2 separate regions of the Anser cygnoides genome follow, and region 1 is linked to region 2. The links are chromatin contacts, called in public Hi-C maps. All regions are on one chromosome and are shown on one strand. The core of a region is the stretch at or near the end of the contact, and the rest is flanking DNA. Distances in the headings are between cores, read along the strand shown. Region 1 overlaps KIF13A (kinesin family member 13A). Region 2 holds the start of TPMT (thiopurine S-methyltransferase).

Evidence for each region. A called contact is a pair of places that touch in the nucleus more often than the background predicts.
Region 1: a Hi-C map of liver shows a contact between it and region 2, with 14 times the contacts expected there. The contact joins the enhancer-like site here to the promoter of TPMT in region 2. A contact is called at or near these places in 2 of 7 Hi-C or Micro-C datasets (both in liver).

Annotation. Positions count from the first base shown.
Region 1 is chr2:53,251,765-53,254,929 of Taihu_goose_T2T_genome, forward strand. The region is part of intron 2 of KIF13A (kinesin family member 13A); the gene reads left to right. Among named protein-coding and RNA genes, the nearest start is that of KIF13A, 24 kb to the left of the region's middle. Within about 2 kb of position 1,742, at least 1 of the 3 cell types and tissues checked has open chromatin away from gene starts, as enhancers often do. A contact at or near this core is called in liver, where this site is marked.
Region 2 is chr2:53,195,787-53,198,783 of Taihu_goose_T2T_genome, forward strand. It overlaps TPMT (thiopurine S-methyltransferase), which reads left to right and starts at 1,546. Exons shown (of 9, transcript XM_066992074.1): 1 at 1,546-1,676; 2 at 1,864-2,006; 3 at 2,749-2,841. The coding sequence starts at 1,873. KDM1B (lysine demethylase 1B) reads right to left here and starts at 1,538. Exons shown (of 22, transcript XM_048058080.2): 1 at 1,467-1,538; 2 at 1,304-1,355.

The DNA of each region.
Region 1 (3,165 bases), core at 492-2,991, 56 kb after region 2:
ATTTATTAAAATGCTTTTCTTAACATTAATAGATATTTCAAAAGACAGGGAAATGAAGAGTTCAGAAAGGGACAAGAGGCAATGAATTGGGTTAGTGTGCATGCACAGTTACAGTAAATTAGAATCATCTGCATCATGGATTTGGAGGAGAAAATGGGGACGTAATAGTTGGGAAACATGTTCTTGTTCATCAGCTCATGCTGGCGGTGGAGAATAGTGGCAAAGCCTTGTGTAGGGGCTGCAGGAGATTACAGATAGAATGGGCAATTTTTAGCATTGGAGGAAAAAAATCCTGATTCAGATTGAGTTGTAGATGAGGTGATTTAGTTGGAATTGGGTCAGAAGACACTGGTTCCTACCGGGAAGGGAAGATTGCTGTAAATCCCTTAGCATGGTTTTCAGAGATTATGGAAGTAATTCACAATAATGAAGAGTGGACAGCTTTTAGAAGCTTCTCAGGAATTCAGGAATTGGTTTGGAAAAAAAGTAGTTCACGTCGAAACATTTGAAATGTGTTCTCTGAATAAATGCATCCGTGTGTGTTGGGTTTGGATTTTATTTTTTGATTCTAAAACACGAGAAAGTAGGCTGCCTGCAGCCATGCTTTGTGCTCTTTCTAAATCTTCAGTCTTTTGTATTCTGTATCTTATAACTTTGTCGTATTTAGCATCGTAGTATATTCGTTCTTCAGCACTGCTTTAGATCCACAGATATCATCATTTCAAATAACTTTCCATACTAGGTGATACTACAGTTATGTAGAAAAGTGAGTAATAAAGTGAATGATAAAGATGTACAAAAGTGACCAGATGGAAACAGTGGTAACTCGTTAAAAATAAATTAAAAAAAAGCAAAGACTTAACTGTTCTTCAAAGTGACTTCTTGAAGGATAAGAAACCATTAATTTTTTAGACTCTGGGGCTTTCTGTAGGTGGTGGGCAAAGGAAACAGCTGAGCGAGGCTCGCAAAGATGCACTTTCTCATGGGAAGAGTCACGAAGCATTTCCTTGTTGTAGAGCAGCATAGTTTTTGTTCTGCATTCAGAAGCCCTAGCACTTCACACAACACTGCGAATAAAGTGTGTTTGACAGGCTTTGAATTACAGTCGTTCACATAAGGTGTTAGGTGTTTCGCTGGCATCTTGGAAGGATGTGTCAGTGCTGAGGTGCTTGAGAAATGTTAGCGATGCAGCCCGGTGACCTGATGTTGCTGTTAGCAATGGGAGAAGGGTGCAGGTAGGCTGGGTGCAGGTGCATCTGCCACCCTGGGTGACAGACACCCAATGCTGCGTCTGACGTTGCAGTGTTGTGCCTCCTGTCTGAAGGAGAGCTAGTATGAGGGGATTAAATTCCAGCTCTGGTGTTGTCTTCCAGGCTGTGCCAGGTCCTGGTGCCCAGGTGAGCTGAGAGAGAGAGCAGTAATTTTACACCCCAGGCATCTCGGAATGAATTGCACTGTGGCTTCCTGGGGGACAAATCAGATCTGACTGAGGAAGCTCAATGGGGACTGGCAAATTGCTAAAGGATAGCCAGATACAGAATATAGCTTTTTTCTTCTTCTGTTATGATTATATTTTTTTTCTCTTCACATGTGAAAAGTTACTGGAAGACAGTTGCTGTTGGCTAAGTCTTCCAAGAAAAACTTTTGAGGCAGCTCTTCAGATTGGCCCTAGAGTGCGTATATTAATTTCCTTTTTTTTTTTTTTGGAAATAGGCTTACAGAGATTTTAAGTCTGTAAAAATCACCTTTTAAGCTTTCCTGTTAGTTGGAAATGACTGCTTCATACAGTATTCTATTGCATTTTTTTCCCTGCTACCACCTCCCCAAATTAAAACAGACACTTCCAAAGTCCTGTTTACAGTCACTTTCTTATCTGCCCCTCTGAAAGCTTAACAAGGAGCTGGCTGTTCATGTTTTAGTAACAATAGGTTTAATTTAGGTATACTAAATACTATCTAGGACTAGCATTGAATGGATTTTCTTTCTTGGAACATTAGTGACTGAGATACTGAGTTTACCAAGGGTGCTGTCATTGGCTGTTGTAGTAATTTACCCCCAAACTTGACACTTATAAAATGTGACTCTAAATTAAAGTTCACACTGATTTGGGACCTAACATGACATATGAAACCCTGTCCCTTTCTGTGGTCCTATGATTTTGTAGAAGGGTGTCTGTGTTTGCTGGAAGACTGTGCTGGCGTTAATAGGGTAGGAATTAGAAACAGGAATTATGCTGTGTAGCCGTGCTCATTGTACAGTTCAGAACTTATTTCCCTGAAGTTAACTGTTATTTGTTTCTCACCGCTGTAAGCAGAGAAATGAACGATTCCTTTTTTCCTGGTTGCATTGCCTTGATTTTCCTCATTAGCATAGTGAATAGACTTGAGTTGCATCACTTATTTACGCAGGTTTTACATCTTGAGGATTTTTGTTTACAGCTTTTCTTTCAGTGGACCTCCACGCCCACAGAGCTTCGCTTTTACCATCATTCAGTGTTAGGTTTGATCTGAAATATGAAGCTCTCATAGGAACAAAAGGACAAGGAGCACTGTTCAAGGACTGGTTTGCTTTTGGAGCAGGATTCCTGGTTAGCTTTCATGCCGATAGTTAATATGATGCCAATAAAGAAACAATTGCTTTTGCTGATAATGGCTCCTTCAAATGTTCATTTGGAGCGGTTTCAGAGGAGGAGGGAGTATTATTACGGCATATTTCTACCACTGTTTTTCTGAGGAGCATCTTTTGGAAACAATAATTACCTCCAAGGTATTACTACAGTATAAGAAAACAAACTCCACTCTTGTGCCTTATGTGTTTAAAACATGCTGACTGTGCAGTTCTTGTTGTTTGTGCCTTGGGTTAATTATTAATATTAAGTGTAGTTGTCCCAGGACAGAAACACTGGTTAACCCGTGGCATTTCAAGCTCTCTGGAAAAACTGCAGACACCCTGTGAAACCCCTAAAGGTGTTTTGTCTATTGATACAGGACTAAGTATATATCTGGATGAATTAAGGCTGCATTTCTCATGCTTAGGTTCCTGCCTTCCAGTGTACAATTAATTCTGTTTCTCATTTCTGACTGTTTCTGGTTTGTACATGCACCTGGCTTGATCAGGGGTTATTACTTAGACCTTACCCTTTCTGCTCTGCAGACATAATACATT
Region 2 (2,997 bases), core at 296-2,795:
CACAAAAATTAATTTCTTTTTCTATACAAGAAAAATCAATTATAATTAATTAGAGGGGAAAAAAAAATGTCAATGTTTACTCCCCCAAAAAGCCAACAATGTTCCACCACAGCTTCCCCCACTGCACGGGGGTGGATGAGGATAGAAGAAGAGACAGGAGAGCCAACCACTGGCATTTATGTGACATTTCCCAAAGCACCGCGTGAAGCCCCAGGAAACGGTGCCTGTTCTCCTCCTGGGGCTGTCCCTCTGGGTTGGGGGCACAACAGTATCGCTTTGTATCACCTCCGTGTATCCTCCTGGCCACGGCCACTAGCTAACCATCCCTAAATACTGTTGCCTTTAGGGTGGAGGCTCTGACCTCCCCCACTGGCCCTGGCTGGTTTCGGTGCCTCCAGGTGGTCGCAGGAGAGGTGCGAGCATCCCAGGAGGCAAACTGGTGCTGTTTCCTTGCATTTGAGAGGTTGGGAGGGGAAGAATAAAAAAGAGAGATGAGACAGTTATGGCTCGCTAAGAAGTTCTCTGAGGATGTTGAAGGCTCAGGCAGGCCTCCGGTTTGGCAGGGCGGAGGCCGGCAGTACGGGAGCCCGAATATGTTTGTGCTGTCAGTGCTGCTGCCGGGGGATGAGGAGGTGGGCAGGAGGCGGCCGGCTAGCTGCAGGAAGGCCATTGTTATCCAGCTGCGTGTCACCTCGTCCCCAGGTCCCCTCCACAAACCCCACTGGGCTCACCCCACAACCCCTGGCTCTTTGGAGAGGGAGCAAACAGCGCGCACCTCACGGAGCCTGGGGGGTCTGTGCCCTATGAGCGGGGTCTTGCTGGCTCCGCGCCCTATAAATGTGGTCTTACTGGCTCTGAACCCTATATACGTGGTCTTACCGGCCAAGGAAATGCCCCCCATGACGGGGGAGAGGGGGACACACAGCACGTCCCTCACGGTAACATTTCGCCCAGCCTGGCCTGTAAGGGAAAGCCCCCCCGGGGCTCCACGGGGAGCTGACAGCAAGTTTGGCTTGGGGAAAAGAAAAAATAAAAAAAAAAAAAAAAAAAAAAAAAAAAAAGGAAAGGAAAGAGAGGAGAAATAAATAAAAGAGAGGAAGCGAGAGGGGAACGGGAGCGAGGGGCCGCGCACACCTTTACACAACTCGGGGCGCCGGCCCCGGCCACGGCCCCGACCCCAGCCCCGACCCCAGCCCCCAGCCCCCCGACCCCAGCCCCACGCCGGGGGTCGCCGCCCTCCCGCCCGCAGCGCGGTGACAGCGGCCCCGGCACGGGGCTGGGGGCGTCCCCGCCAGGCGCTCACCTCAGGGGCCGGAGACCGCATCCACGCGTGTCCGCGCCGCCTCCTGCTACAGCTGCGGCGAGAGGGAAGGGGGAGAGGGAGGGATGGAGCGGGGCACGGAGGTGAGGCGGGGGCCGCGCTGCACCTGCCCCGCCGCCTGAGGGAGAGGGGGGCACTCACTCACCGCCGCGGCCGACCCCAGCGCCATCCTCCTCCTCCTCCTCCTCCTCCTCCTCCTCCTCCCTCCTCCTCCTCTCAGCCCGCCTCCTGCTGCCGCCGCTTCCGCTCAGCACAGCGAGGGGGAGGCGCCAGCACGGCCCGGCCCGGCCCGGCCCCGCCACAGCCACCGGCCCCCAGGCTCCTTCGCCCCCGAGCCGGGCCGCGGCGCCGCCAGGTAGACGTGTGTGAGGGACGGGGGGCGAGGAGCGGCCCCTCCATTTCGGACGGGAAGGATGGGGCTGGAGACCCTTGGGGGGGAGGGCACCGCGGGCAGCGCAGCGCTCCAGCCAAATAAACCCTCTGGAGCGGGGCTTGTGCGCGGTGCCGGCTGACCGGCGTTTCTCTCCCTCTCCCTCCCACAGCCGCTGGAAATGGACGGCCCTGCCGGCGTGCCCGCCGAGCTGCCAGGCGGCGGGGCGCAGAAGGACAGGGCGCTGACGGCGCAGGAGTGGCTGCACAAGTGGGAAACGGGGGCGGCCGCCTTCCACAAGGAGCACGGGCACCCGTACGGCACCTCGGCTGGAGGGACGGGGAGGGGGCGGCCCGGTTCGTCCAACAAACCCCCCTAAAGCTGGAGAGGTTGTGTAGAGAAACGCGTTGAAACGGGCACTGCCTGAACGTTGACGCAGCTGTGTGACCTCCACTTGTTAAAAAATGGCAGCGAAAAAAAAAAAAAAAAAAAAGACATCGTTCCATTTAGAGCTGTCCCTCCTTAAATCATGATTTAAACTGTAAAGTTTAGGCGACCTGACTAAAAAGTCTTAAGTTGTCTGAAGCAAAGGCTCTGCGTTGCTGTTCGTAAGTTATGAAACCGGGGCCTAAAGCAACGCTGGGGCAATTATTGTGCCCTGGAGGACAGGGGCCTGAGGGAGAACACCCAACTATACTGTCTTGTAACTAATAAAACTTACACTTGAGACGTGTATAAATGATTGATCCAGAGGTTTAATCATCATTCTGTTTAAGCTGCCTCTTGCGGCCCTCTTACAAGTGGGTAAGTTGTTTTGTTTACCTGAGAAGGCGAGCAAACAGAAACCAGGACAAATTTGCTCAACAGACATGAAGTTCGCTTTCCGAGAAAATGGAAGGTGAATGTTCATAGCTCTTGTTTTTACTTCTAATAGCATTTCTAACTAGGGCCGTGTATCCCATGGTGGAGTTTGTGTGATATCTTGTAGCGCTTGGCTCTTTCCTGAGCCAGCACAAATGCTCTCAGTGCAAAGTAAAAAGTATCTGTTCTTCTGCAGGCTGCTAGAGAAGTACCTGGACGTGCTCCTAAGCGGCAGGAGTGGACTGAGGATATTTTTCCCACTTTGTGGTAAAGCAGTAGACATGAAAAGGTACGAAACGGCACAGGTTATAACAGCGAAAATCTCAGTGATGTGGGGAAGGAGGGAGAGAGAGGGGGAATTCCCAGCCCTACAACGGCCGATGGAAGCGTGCCGGATCTCTGCTGGCGGCAGACTGAAGGCTTGCTCCGTTTCATTTGCTGGTGC